3 separate regions of the Mus musculus genome follow, and regions 1 and 3 are each linked to region 2. A link is a contact called in public HiChIP or PLAC-seq data. All regions are on one chromosome and are shown on one strand. Each heading gives the region's core, a stretch centred on a gene start, on an enhancer-like site or on the middle of the called end of the contact. The rest is flanking DNA. Distances are from core to core; before and after follow the strand shown.

Region 1 (4,095 bases), core at 628-3,127, 300 kb after region 2:
CACTAGGGAGGAAGTCAAGGCAAGTTCTTCAAAAAACTAGTCATACCATATCTACAGTCAATAGCAGGGAGAGAATACATGCATTCATGCTGCTTGCTTGCACTCAGTTTCTTCACTCTTATGCATCTCAGAGCACCTGCCTAGGGAATGATGCCTCCCACAGTAGGCTGGGTCTTCCCATATCAATTAACTTAATGAAAACAGCCCACCATAGCCATGCCCACAGGTCAACCCAGTGAAGACAACCCCTCCTTGAAACTCTTTTCCCTGGTTATTCTTTGTTGTGTCAAGTTGACAAAACTGTCTGTCATGGATGGATGAATGGGTGCTCTTCTCAATGATGGTATCGGTAGTGCCTACACTGTCACAGTGTTGGTGGAAAAGAGCACTACAGGTAAAGCAGGAGGCTGAGGACTAACCCAGAGCTCACCAAATACCACTGGTGTTCTTACCATGGCTGCTTTTGGTGTGCCAGGGCTTCATGTCTCGTGCCCACTCCAGTCATGTGAGTGCCTCTTGCCACACAGGCCCTCAGACCTGCTGGACACATGAACTTGCTGTTCTGGGATCTTAGAGCCTAGATACCACCCGATAGCTTCTCGATCTTGAGCTGCTTTCTTTGGATCTTTACGTCACACTTTCCTTATGTACAAAATAAAGGTAGCATGCTACTGTGAAAAGGACACGACCCAACATGTGTGGGATGACGGTTGACACCTGTCCTTAGGGAAGCAAGGGTTATTTGTGTTCCCGCTCAGACACTAGGTCATAGCAGGGGCAGTGGGCTTGAGGGGGAGGGGTGTAAGTAGATGGCTCACTCGCTCTGGGAGCTTGAACATAGAAGCCCGGTTATCAGTAGAGAGAGGGGACCTCCCACACCAGGTCAACAACCCCGATCCTCCTACCTCCTTGGAAAATCTCTCACCTGTTCTTTGAATGAGGTCATCTCACTCAACCAGTGACCTGCACTGATAACAAACTCTCCAGTGACTCTTCCTGCCCCATTAATTTATAACATTCTATGGATACAAAACAGGAAACTTAAAAATATGGCCCTGGCTCTGGGCAGGTGAGGTGACTCAGCAGGTAAAGGCCTGGCAACCTGAGTTTGATCCCTGGAGCCAGTGGTGAAAGGAGAACTAACTTCTACTTACCAGCCACAGCATGCATGCATCAGTATATAGATAAATAAATAAATAAAATGTTAAACCTGGTTTCTCAGTGCTATCTTTAATAAACACCATCAGGGCATGGGGTTGAACATGTATGGAATGTCCTGTTCCCTGGAGACCCCCTCCTAAGGGGAGGCACCTTCATGGTGCATTAGCAGGTGGCTGTGGTGGTGGGGTGTGTGTGTGAAGGAGGGGCCTCTTGGAGGCGGGAGTCTTGGGATAGCTTCCAGGTCTTGGGAGAATGGATCTGCCCCTGGAACTCCAGATCGGTTCTATCTTTCCCTTTACACTCTCCTAAGGAGAGAATTAGGCTCTCCTGTGCCCCTGCTGTAGGGCCTGGTGCAACCCAAAGGCATGGCCGGGCATTCCTGGAGCCACTTGTCCCCTCCTCCTGCTTCCATTAGAAAGTTCTGTCCCTGTCAGCTGTAGGAGTCTCTGAGGATCTCCTTCCTGAGAGACAGCAGACTCCTTTACCTGTCCATCCGTCCGTCAGTTCGTCTGTCCATTTGTCCATCCACCCATTCATCCATCATCATCCACCCACCCACTTCCTCTGTGTGTTTTTATGTGCACAGAGGAGTGACAGAAGACTCAAGGTGACTCTAGCCTGGAGAGATGACTGGTAACAAATAAGGCAGAGAAGCAGGAGTTTCGAGAGAATCAGAGAGTTTCGAGAGCTTATGGGTAACAAACAACCAGGCAGAGGACCGGGGTTTCTAGGTAAAAGTCAAGTTAGTTTCTATTTCCCCTTCACACCACTTGGCTCTCCTCACGCCCACGGGGGAGTTTTCTCTGAAAGGGCAGCTAGCTTCTCAGGGGACTGCTCCTGCCCCATGGGTCTGAGTCAGCCCAGAGGTCTGCCAGTGATGACACAGCCCTGGACTCTCCTGAGAACTGCTCTGTGTCACTTCCCTGAGACCTGGAGGGAGGACAGAAGAAGGCCCTTCACACAGCCTTTCTTCTAAGGAGAAATACTTTCTTCTACAGCAAATGCCATTCACGAGTGACCCGGAGTTCTTCGCTCCTTCAGGGCCTTTCCGCACGTGACACAAAATGCTGGAAACCTGAGGCTCTTCGTGACTGTTTGTTTCTCAAGTGTTGGCCTCTTCATTTCTCCTCACACAGAAATAAATTAGTCTACAATGAATAAATGTTGAAGTGGAGCCCAAGAGAAATGTGGCAGACATTGTGGCACACCTGTCCCTCACAAAGACAGCTCTCGGGTCAGCATGCACCGTTGAGATTTTAGGGTTGCTCCCCACCAGAACCCAGAGAAGCAGCCCATTTCACAGTCAAGGACACCAAGAGCTCAGAGAGGATTAAGAAGAGCTGAGGGCCAGAGACAGGGTAGATCTGCTGCCCAGGGCTTCCATTTGCATAAGGACAGGCCCAGAGAACCCAGACTAGGAAGGACTGGGCTGCAAGCTGCTCTAAGAGGGGCCTCTTCTTCGTACCAGGCTCCTGACATATGCCAACTCTGCCCAGCCCTCAGTCCCATCAAATTCCAAGATAAATGATGGGTCCAGTAATCAGTGGACTTCTGGTTTTCTTTCAATGCTAAATAAGATTTGGGCCCATCAGAGACTTTCCCAGTGCCCAGTCCTGGCTGGGCAGGAGACAGTGTTTTATCTTCTTTCTTGTGGAAATGGGCTAATAAGTGATTTAATTTCTATTTGAATCTACAAGAAAAATAGAGCAGTAAAGATGCTTTGCCATCCAAAGGGAAATTAGATCAACCTCAGTGGTCTGAATCAGAGGCCTCAGTGAGGAAGGAAGGAAGGATTGCAAACTCGAGGCTTGGCAGCAGAATGCTAACCAACATTCACAAGGTCCCAGGTTCAGTTCCCGGTAGCGGTTCTAACAGAGTTACGTTTAAAGGGGGAGATGAAGGTGTGACTTGGTGACAGAGCATTTGCCTAGCACGTGCGAAGACAATTTTGAATCAAAACCAAATATGCCTCTCATTGCCCACTGAGTTCCTGTGTACATGGGAGGGGCTTGGAGGGGCTAGCAGAGGCTAACAGGGGCTAACAGGAGCTGGAAGCAGGGGCTAGCCAGGGCTGGAAGGAGGAGCTAGGAGGAGCTAGCAGGAGCTAGCAGAGGTAACGGTTTCTACCAGCAATAATAGCCAAGTCTTATGAAAGGCACAATGAATCTCAGGCAGTCTGGCCTTTGCCTGGATCTCATTTAATCCTTAGAGCAGGAGGAAGATGATGGCCTCATTTTGCAGATGAGGAAAGCAGGGTTAGGGAGTGTCAGAGATAGGGTTTGGATTCTGGTCTGACTTCAGAAGTCTACACCCTGAGCCACGAACGCAAGATTCTCACTCACAGTGAGGTCTAGAAACCACCCGTGTGGGAATCTCCCAGGACTGACCAAAACACTCTGTCTAGGGTCCTGCTCAAACTCACCAAATCAGAACCTCAAAGAGTGGGACCAAGAAGCTGCCACCAGCAAGCTTTCCAGTCTTTCTAGGTCATTCTTATGCAAATAAACCTGGAGTCTCCTGCCTGTGTCAGTATCTACTGTGTGGTGACAAGGGACAGCTGAGACATGAGAGCAGAAGGTCCTAGGCAGCTGGGAAAATACACTAAGGAAGAGAATCAAGTCTATATCCTTTGGTGAGTCCTTTCCAGCCCCTGGTATTGTCCTCACTGTCTGTCTGTCTGTTAGACAGGGCCCAGCCAGTCAGCTTCCCCTTCGTAGCCTAAGCCATCTAGGTCCCCTGGTCCACTGACAGTCCTAACACGAGGTGTGGGGCAGTGTTCCTGCCAGGACTGGCCCCACCTCATCCTGGGGACCAGCAGAAGCTCTCATCGTCTCTGCCTGGCTGGCCAGCAAGCTCACACCACCGATCCCTCGAATCTAACCTCCCTGGGCCAACGCTGGGGTTACAGGTGCGCGCAGCCACGCCTGGCTTTTC
Region 2 (4,388 bases), core at 1,094-3,593:
ATCCCAAAGAAGTGAAACATGTTTTTTTGCAAAAACCTGCATGCAAATGTTTATAGCACTTTTCTTCACAATAGCCCCAAACCAACCCAGAAAGGGTCCAGATATCCCTCATGGGGCAAATGGGTAACCAGCTGAATTATAGTCTGCCTCCCAAGTGCTGGGATTAAAGGTGTGCGCCACCACGCCCGGCCAGTTGAATTATATGTACTCTGTGGAAAACCAATACACAAGTTAAAAGAATGAACTCTGACAGATCACCCAACAACTTGGGTAAGTAAATTCAGGAACTTGGGCTGCATAAAGAAATTAACCCCGTGAGAAGCTAGCTCAGTCAGTAAAGTGCTAGCCACCCACACATGGGAACCTGGCTGCAGTCCACAGGGCCTACATGAGTGGTACGTGGATCGGTGGTATGAGCTTGTTGTGATCCAGTGCTGGAGACACAGAATCAGGGGGTCACCTGCCTAGGCGAATTGGGGGACAATTCTGCCTCAAGCAACAAGGCAGACAGACCTGAGGAATGACACTCAAAGTTGACCTCTGGCCTCCATGTATACACACAGGCATGCACGCCTACATACATGCAAATACACACATACGTGCACGAGTACACATGCAAATGCTAACCCCCAAAGCTTACATAACTATATTACTCCATTTGTGTAACATTTGAGAGGTGGATATCAGACTAATCATTGTCAGGGACTTGGTTGCGGGGTGGAGAGAGGTGCCCACGGTTACAGAAGGGTGACAGGGGTGGACTCTAGTGATACAGAAATGGGAAGCATCTTGAATGGAGAGGGGAAACACGAACCCACACATGTGATAAAAGTATACAGGACTAAATACAAATGCACAAACAAATGTGTGTGGTCCTGGAGTAGGGTGAGCAGATTATACATGTGCTGATCTTGTAATGCTATACTTCAGCTTTGCAATAAGCCATCATGGGGAGGGGCTGTATAAATGATATATATACATCAGAACTCTATATAACGTCAATATACAACTACCTCAACAACAACAAAATACAATTAGACCTTAAGAACTAAGCCAAAAACAACAACAAATTATCTCAAACTCCTAAGATTATTTTTGAGACAGGATCTCTGTAGCCCAGGCTAGCCTCCAACTTGTTTTGAGGCTTAGGACGACCTCACACATGATCCTCTGCTTCCTCCTCGCCAAGGCAGGGTTACAGGCATGCAACAGTGAGTCCACAGCAACAGTGAGTCCACAGCCGGAGCTTCGTAGATAGTAAGCAATTACTCTACTCACTGGGCTACATTGCTGGCCCAAGATTTATTTATTAAACAACTCTTTCATGATGCTTACTAATGCCAGGAACCATGTTAAGTGCTTAAGTGCTGACTTACTGCTTGCTAACACCATCCGGGGTGTGTACTGTTACTGCTCTTTCTGCCTGTCTTGGTCAGGGTTTCTATTCCTACACAAACATCATGACCAAGAAGCAAGTTGGGGAGGAAAGGGTTTATTCGGCTTACATTTCCATACTGCTGTTCATCACCAAAGGAAGTCAGGACTAGAACTCAAGCAGGTCAGGAAGCAGGAGCTGATGCAGAGGCCATGGAGGGATGTTCTTTACTGGCTTGCTTCCCCTGGCTTGCTCAGCCTGCTCTCTTATAGAACCAAGACTACCAGCCCAGAGCTGGTCCCACCCACAAGGGGCCTTACCCACTTGATCACTAATTGAGAAAATGCCTTACAGTTGGATCTCATGGAGGCATTTCCTCAACTGAAGCTCCTTTCTCTGTGATAGCTCCAGCTGTGTCAAGTTGACACAAAACCAGCCAGGACACTGCCGCCCGCCCACACCAAGGGTCGACGGTGAAGGGATGATGGGATCCCGACACAGGGAGCTGGGTCCTTGAACTCTCCCTCCTGTGAGGTCTCCAGCTCACCTTGAAGATGGACAGATGGATAAGCATGCTTAGGAGAACAACAAGACAAATCCTTCCCACAATAGACAAAGGCAACTGAAAACCCTCCATGCTCCCAGCTTTAAGGGAAGCAACCACAATGACTAGATTCTCAGGGGAAAACCTCCCAGTCAGTGGGAGATGAATCCTTTGAGCACTTTAACAGAGATTGGAAACCAGAGGGAAGAGCTAGACACGCTTAGGGGCACGCTTCAGAGGGAAGGGCTAAGGAGCCACAAAAAGCAAATGTGTCTGGGGATGGATAGGAGGGAAGGCTGAGGCTGGCTGAAACAAAACCACATAATTGCATCATGCTTAGTACAGACGCCCCAGGCCTGCAGCTCTTTGACTCCGTAGGCCTGGGACCTCTTCTCTCCCAGGGGTAAATTCCATCTGCCTTAGCAGCCTCAATCCCGCAGGCTCTTGCAAATGTTTGCCTTGCTGACGCGGGCTCTGGAGACTGAACCCAGAGCTGCGGTGGCATTCCAGGATAGGCCTGTGGTGAGGCAGCCTGACTCACAAGATTTTCAGATTATCAATAGGGAAGGCAGGAATGTCATGGCCTGTGTACATGGGCAGGAGGACATTCATCAAAAAGACAGCTGTCATGAAATCACTGCCTCCCTTTCCCGCTGAAGTGGGGCGGCACCAGTGTGTGTGTGTGTGTGTGTGTGTGTGTGTGTGTGTGTGTGTGTAGGCCTGTGTGTGGACACGCACACGCAAATATGGAAGAAAAAAAAATCATTTCCCAAAACAGGACCAAGGAGGCCTAGAATCAACCATTCAAAGGACAGAACACGTCCAAGCAGAGGGACACTGTGCCTTAGTCCTAATACTGAGAGCCCCGGTTCCCACTGTTCCCACTGAGTAATTGATGGGACCAGCACATCACTTATGGTCCAGGCTGATACAAGGCGCCAGTGGTATGTTTGGAGAGTCTGTCTTCACTGGTTTCCATGGAAATAACCTGTAGAGTTCTCAGTGGAATCCTGCCTGGGCAGTTGAGGAAAATTAAGTCTACCTGGGAACTCTGTGCTGGAGAAAGGTTGTAGGAAAGAATTCTCCATAGCCTGTGGCTGTGAGAAGACACCTTTCGGGGTTCAGTCGGAAGTAGCGAGAAGGAAACAGGAGTCTCAATTCACCATATCATAGCCCCAAATAATTCAGGTCTCCGCAATGGGTTTTGTCGAGAAAGGACATTTTCTGGACTGGTGAGAGGTCACTTGCCACCAAACTTGATAACCTGACTTCTGTCCCTGAAACCCTCATGGTAAAATGAGAGAACCCAGTCTTCAAACTTCTCCTCTAACTTCTATCTATACACACGGTGTTGCACGCACAAGCACGCACGCACGCGCGCACACACACACACACACACACACACACACACACAAAATGAAACAGAGTCCTTGCCACAGGTCTGAAAACATTCACCCCCAGAGTAGGTAGAATTTTTGTTGCCTACCGGAAGGAGCAATCCCAACTTATTTCTTGCTTTGGTTTCTGATGTCTCTGCGCCCTCAGGCCCCGTGTCACTCACTGTCTGTGAAGAAAAGGCTCCAGGCATGAAAACCAAAGGTAGACAGTCTCTGAGCCCCTTAGACATTGTGGAGCCTACAAACCAAGCCAGGGGCATCTGCCTCCAGTCATCCCATTAAGTAAATGTCAGACATCCCTCTAATCCACAGACTGCCAGTTTTCTGATGGCAGCTAAACACATCTTCATGTTAATCCATTCAGCTCCCCCATAGTGGACTCTGAAGAATCATTTTATAGTTGCTAATGTCCACCTAACTTGCCCGAGGCAGACACTTGCATGAAACCTACTGTTCCTATCCGGTTCTTATCTACAGGGGAGACTTGGGGGTGGGGGAGTGTAGCTCCTGTAAACCTAGACAAGCTTGTCACCTGGAGTCTGGTGTTGATGACCCACCATGAACCAGATAAACCCAGTAAGGTAGGAGAAAAGAAGAAGGAACAAAATGGGTGGAGGGGTCAGAAGGGGAAGAGGAACGGGAAGCGGGTGTTTTTTAAATGTGCCTTTTGAAAAGAGAGGCCCTCCTGCTTTTCCGAATCCCACATTCTGCACCAGAAGCCACTGTGTGCTATATCTCCATCATCACTGGGCTCATCCGTGAGCCCCCCTGCCACATGGTGCATGGTGAAGGACCGATGGCTTCTTAGCATTGCCTGTGCATGACTTGGCTGGGCAAGACATATTTTGCATTAGCTTAGGTCCTGACATTCTATCATGTTCCCTGTCAAGACGCCAAGTCATTCTTGGAACCCTGCACACGGAGTGACATCTAACAGAACCCCAGCCGATGAGGTGGCTCTCTGCTGCCCCACCTGCAGGGCAGTGATCTGGCTGGCTGCTCTGCGAACAGAGGTTTACCAAGGAAAGGTCAGCAGCCTTGGCCAGCGTCTGCAGCGCTTTTGGAGGAGGCT
Region 3 (4,391 bases), core at 1,720-4,219, 320 kb after region 2:
GCCATATGAGCCGGTCCAGAACCCCGTGCCAGCCAGGAACGGACAAGGAACACCGCGATCTTCTTCATTTGCATGCCATTACCCAGAATGCTCTGGGCCTTTCTTCTTTCCTTTTTAAAAGGATGCTGCTAACGTCAGCGCTTGAGTACAAAAAAAAAATTAATTTTAGATATTTTAAGATTATCGATTCCACTTGCTAACGGGGTTCTTCATTGACGTTTTGAGTTTATAATACCTGACGTCAACTAATTTGTCCAAATGGTCAGGCGGCTTCTGTAATATTCTCTCAACTTAACAGTTTAACTCTGTGGGAGATAACTCAGAACAACCCATTTCTCTTTTAAAAGCCATAGCACGTGTTACTTTGGGTTGAGTTGCTCTCGTGCCTTAACTTCTTCCCTTAGGTCTCTGGGTAGATAGATAAGGCATGAAACCAACGTCGGAGAACGCTTCTTCCTGGCTCCTCACAAGTTGCCTGTCACCCTTTCAGATTGCCGAGCCATAAAGTCAGATACTGCGACTGTGGGACTAAATGCTGAGTGTGTAGGCAGAGTGTATGTGTTGAACGTGCCTATCGCATATGTATTATCTGTCAAGGATTATCAGTGTGTGCTGAGCGTGAGTGAATGAGAGAGAGAGAGAGTGTGTGTGTGTGTGTGTGTGTGGTGGGTGTATTGAGGGACTGTGAATTGATTGTGGTTTCATTGTGTATTAAATGTCTGGGTGTGAGTCTGTGTCACTGAATGTGGCGTGTGTGGGTGTGGGTGTAGCACCTGTGTGGATCTGTGGGAAAGTGTGCCTACAAATGTGCCCATGGTAAAAATAGATGTGTAAACACACCAAGGGATTGAACTATCCACCATAGGTCGCCCATGGAGACTTGTTTCTTTTCTTTGGTTTGCAGTTTGTCAGAAACAAGACAAAAAAAAAAGGCTGGGCATTACTTAGTTAAGAGACTTTTTCTTTTACTAATTGGTCAAAGCAGAGGCCATCAGGGCTGCTCTCAGGACTGCTACCTTCTCTGTCTTTCTTCACTGTGGCACAAAGCCCAGCCCCTTCTAAGTTAAAAATAAAACTACTTAGGGTCCATCATCAGGACTCAGTGGGTACAGGCTCTTGCCACCAAGTCTGAGTTCAGTCATTGGGATCCATGTGGCGGAGGGAGGGAGGGAGGGAAGCGACTCCCACACAGAATGCCCTTTGATCTCTACAAGTGAGTCATGGCTTGCATGCCACCACCACCACCCCCACCCCCCACCCATCCAAATGTAAATAAGTAAATGCAGTACAGTTTCCAAGTTTTTAAAGACGAATTCTTCATGTCTCTCTGTCTCTGTCTCTGTCTGTATCTGTATCTGTGGTGTGTGTGTGTGTGTGTGTGTGTGTGTGTGTGCGCGCGCGCACACGCGAGTGTCATCTGTGTTCACGTGCCCACAGAAGCTAGAATCAGGTATGAGAGAGATAGATCCCTTGGAGCTGGACTTACAGGCTGTTATGAGTTAAACTCTGGTCTTCTACAAGTGTGGCACATATTTAACCAACGAGCCTCTAGACCATAAATTTAGCAACCTTTGTTTTGTTTTCGTGAGACAGGCTCTTAATCAGCCAGTTAAAAAAAATAAACAGGGCTGGTGAGATGGCTCAGTGGGTAAGAGCACCCGGCTGCTCTTCCGAAGGTCCGGAGTTCAAATCCCAGCAACCACATGGTGGCTCACAACCATCCGTAACGAGATCTGACTCCCTCTTCTGGAATGTCTGAAGACAGCTACAGTGTACTTACATATAATCAATAAATAAATCTTTAAAAAAAAAATAAACAAACGAATGCCCAGTAAATAGTAGCTGGCATGTGATCGCCTCCTTTCAAACCATAGCCCTATGTCATAGCTCCAAAGCCAGTGGCCATCAGAGCCACTTGGGGAGATTTCTATGTAACGCCTAGGAACCGAGAAATTCCTTACAATACAGAAAGAACTTATTACCCCAAGTTCCCCGTGCCTGTCGTATCCATCCAAATTTAGGGACCACTGGCCTCAGGTATGCCATTTCTGTCAAAATGTGTATATTCTGTGGTGTTTGTCCCAATGGCCTGTCGAGATGCTCAAAAGAAGCTTCGTGGAAGACAGAGAAGGGCTAATTCAGTGATGGCATACGTTGTCTATCTCTGAACTTAATCTGGAGAGAATTTAACAGTGTCTGTCTACATTGAACTTAACCCCAACCTCCTTTAGAGCTTTCCGTGTTGGTTTGGAGGTGGTGGTGGTGGTGGTGGTGGTGGTGGTGGTGGTGGTGGTGGTGGTTGAGACTCACTATGTAGCCCTGGTTGGATTGTAGGTTGTTATGTAGATCAGGCTACCCTGGAATACACAGAGAGCCACCTGCCTTCGCCTCTTCCTTTTACTGAAAAAAGAAAGGATGTGAACGTGTAAAATTAGACTCTAGGTCATCATAAAATTGTTTCTTGGCACTTCCTGGGGGGGGGGGGGGAATCTCATGCCACCTTAAGAAGAAAGCTTTTCAGGTTGGTCAGAGCCCAGTGGTGGCCTCTGACCCTGGAGAAAGGGACCTGCCCCCCCTGTTTGCTTACTAGGGAGGGCCTTAGACAGTGAAATGATGGAGAACAGGGCTGTTTCCCACACTCAGACTTACAGCCAGCTGAAAAAAAACACAGAAAGGCACCACAGAAAGAAAAGGACAAAGAGCTGGGGTGTGGGGGAAGGGGTTGGGAAGGTAAGGCCTGGCTCCCCGTGGTGGTCCCCAACCAGCCTCCGGGACTTTAAGAAACCAGCTCTCCACACAATCTTTCCCCTGTTTCTCTAACCTAGAAATAGCACAATGGAGCACGGTTGTTCCATTGCATTCTTCCTGCGGAGAGGGAGCAGGGAGTTCAGGACTCCTTGCAATCTGAATCTCAGGAATGCAGAAGAAACAGCCCGCCTCCTGCCTTGGAACTGAGCCTCTATTGAAATTTGACTCATCCTTAGCGGGGTTTATTGTGTTTTCTGCTCTCTTTCCTTGTGACACACAGCCCTAGGTGAGTAATGCTCTCTGCCTGAAGAGGAAAAAAATAGATCCCCAAATGCCTTCCATTATGCTGAAGGCCTTGTCACCAGCTGTGGTGGCAGGGGGTGTGGTGACCATCCATTAGCACAGGCAGACTCAGAACCCCGGACTCCCTCTACTGAGGCTATTTATGATTCTGAGAACCCAGGCAAGGATAGAAAGCCCACCCCCACACACAGAGAAGGCTAAAAGGCCTCCTGGAAGTCAGAATGGTCAAGAGTCCTTAGCTGTGGGAAATCTCAAAGGCCCCCTGAAGGGCACAATTAAACCTACGGTCTGCTGCCTCACCTGGCCTGGCCCCTTCTCATAGCTGTAAAGACCACCTTTTCACCCAACTAGAAACAACTAATATTTGTCGAGTTCCTGTTACATGCCAGGCACAGGGTGGAACATTTCCCGTTGCTGTTATGTTATCCACACACAGAGAACATGGATGCACAGCCTCATGAGAACATCCGCTTGGTTATATTCGAGTGTTTGAATAATGATCAAGCAAAGTGCTGTTGCTTCCTTTGCTTGGCTCTACAGACCATCAAAGCTTCATTCCCGAGCCGGTACTCCTGACAGATGGATGAGCCCAGGCTTCCTCAAGACGTTTTTTGTGACTATCAACAAGGAAGAGAAGAGTTTGCAGTCACTATTGGCGAGATGACAGAAAGCACAGAGAATAAATGCTTGCCCTGTGTGCTCACACCCCTACCCACCCCCAGGAAACTTGGGGTTGGGGTGTCGTGATATGGGTCAGTAGGGAAAGCGTTGGCTATTAGTTTGGAACCCTGGCTTCCACATAAGGTCTGAGAGCTCTGTCACTCCAGTGTTGGGTGGGGAGGGCAGAGGCAGGCACAGCCCCAGGGGAGCCAGCAAGCCAGTCTTACTAAAGCAACAAAGCTCCGGGTTTAATGAGATTCAGTATCAGAAAATAAAGGGAGAGAAGGTCTTGAAGAAGCCATTCCAGTGTAAGACCTCTGGCATCCACATATACCCAGTGGGTGAATGTCCGTCCTGTCCCGTCGTGGTCCCCCCCCCCCCCCCACAGAAACTTGTTTTTATTTGGATATTTTGTTTCTAAAACAGGGTCTGAGCTGGGGGTCATTAATCCCAGCACTCAGAAGGCAGAGGCAGATGGATCTCTGAGTTTGAAGCTAGCCTGGTTTACAGAGTGAGTTCTAGGACAGCCAGGGCTACACAGAGAAACCCTGTCTCTACAACCCCACCACCACACACAAAAACAAAACAAACAAAAACAACAAAAGAATGGGGTCTGTAGGCCAGGCTGCCCTCAACCTCCTTATGTGGCCACGGATGATCTCCGACTTCCAACCCTATGA

Evidence for each region. HiChIP or PLAC-seq counts read pairs in DNA pulled down with a chosen protein or histone mark.
Region 1: a FOXA1 HiChIP or PLAC-seq map of pancreatic cancer cells shows a contact between it and region 2. The contact joins two enhancer-like sites. A contact is called at or near these places in 3 of 115 datasets of contacts at active chromatin or transcription factors (pancreatic cancer cells, stem cell-derived neural progenitor cells and trophoblast stem cells).
Region 3: an H3K27ac HiChIP or PLAC-seq map of epiblast stem cells shows a contact between it and region 2. The contact joins two enhancer-like sites. A contact is called at or near these places in 6 of 484 Hi-C or Micro-C datasets (embryonic fibroblasts, embryonic stem cells, muscle stem cells and 2 more), 7 of 115 datasets of contacts at active chromatin or transcription factors (embryonic stem cells, epiblast stem cells, pancreatic cancer cells and 2 more) and 1 of 9 other capture datasets (embryonic stem cells).

Annotation. Positions count from the first base shown.
Region 1 is chr19:53,431,988-53,436,082 of GRCm38.p6, reverse strand. No RefSeq gene overlaps it. Among named protein-coding and RNA genes, the nearest start is that of 4833407H14Rik, 27 kb to the left of the region's middle. Within about 2 kb of position 1,877, at least 99 of the 459 cell types and tissues checked have an H3K27ac peak or open chromatin away from gene starts, as enhancers often do. A contact at or near this core is called in pancreatic cancer cells and trophoblast stem cells, where this site is marked.
Region 2 is chr19:53,729,991-53,734,378 of GRCm38.p6, reverse strand. All of the region lies in intron 1 of Rbm20 (RNA binding motif protein 20), which reads right to left. Among named protein-coding and RNA genes, the nearest start is that of Gm30943, 22 kb to the left of the region's middle. Within about 2 kb of position 2,343, at least 99 of the 459 cell types and tissues checked have an H3K27ac peak or open chromatin away from gene starts, as enhancers often do. A contact at or near this core is called in embryonic fibroblasts, epiblast stem cells, muscle stem cells and 2 more, where this site is marked.
Region 3 is chr19:53,410,924-53,415,314 of GRCm38.p6, reverse strand. No RefSeq gene overlaps it. Among named protein-coding and RNA genes, the nearest start is that of Smndc1, 22 kb to the right of the region's middle. RefSeq lists an enhancer at 1,846-4,280. Within about 2 kb of position 2,969, at least 140 of the 459 cell types and tissues checked have an H3K27ac peak or open chromatin away from gene starts, as enhancers often do. A contact at or near this core is called in embryonic fibroblasts, epiblast stem cells, muscle stem cells and 2 more, where this site is marked.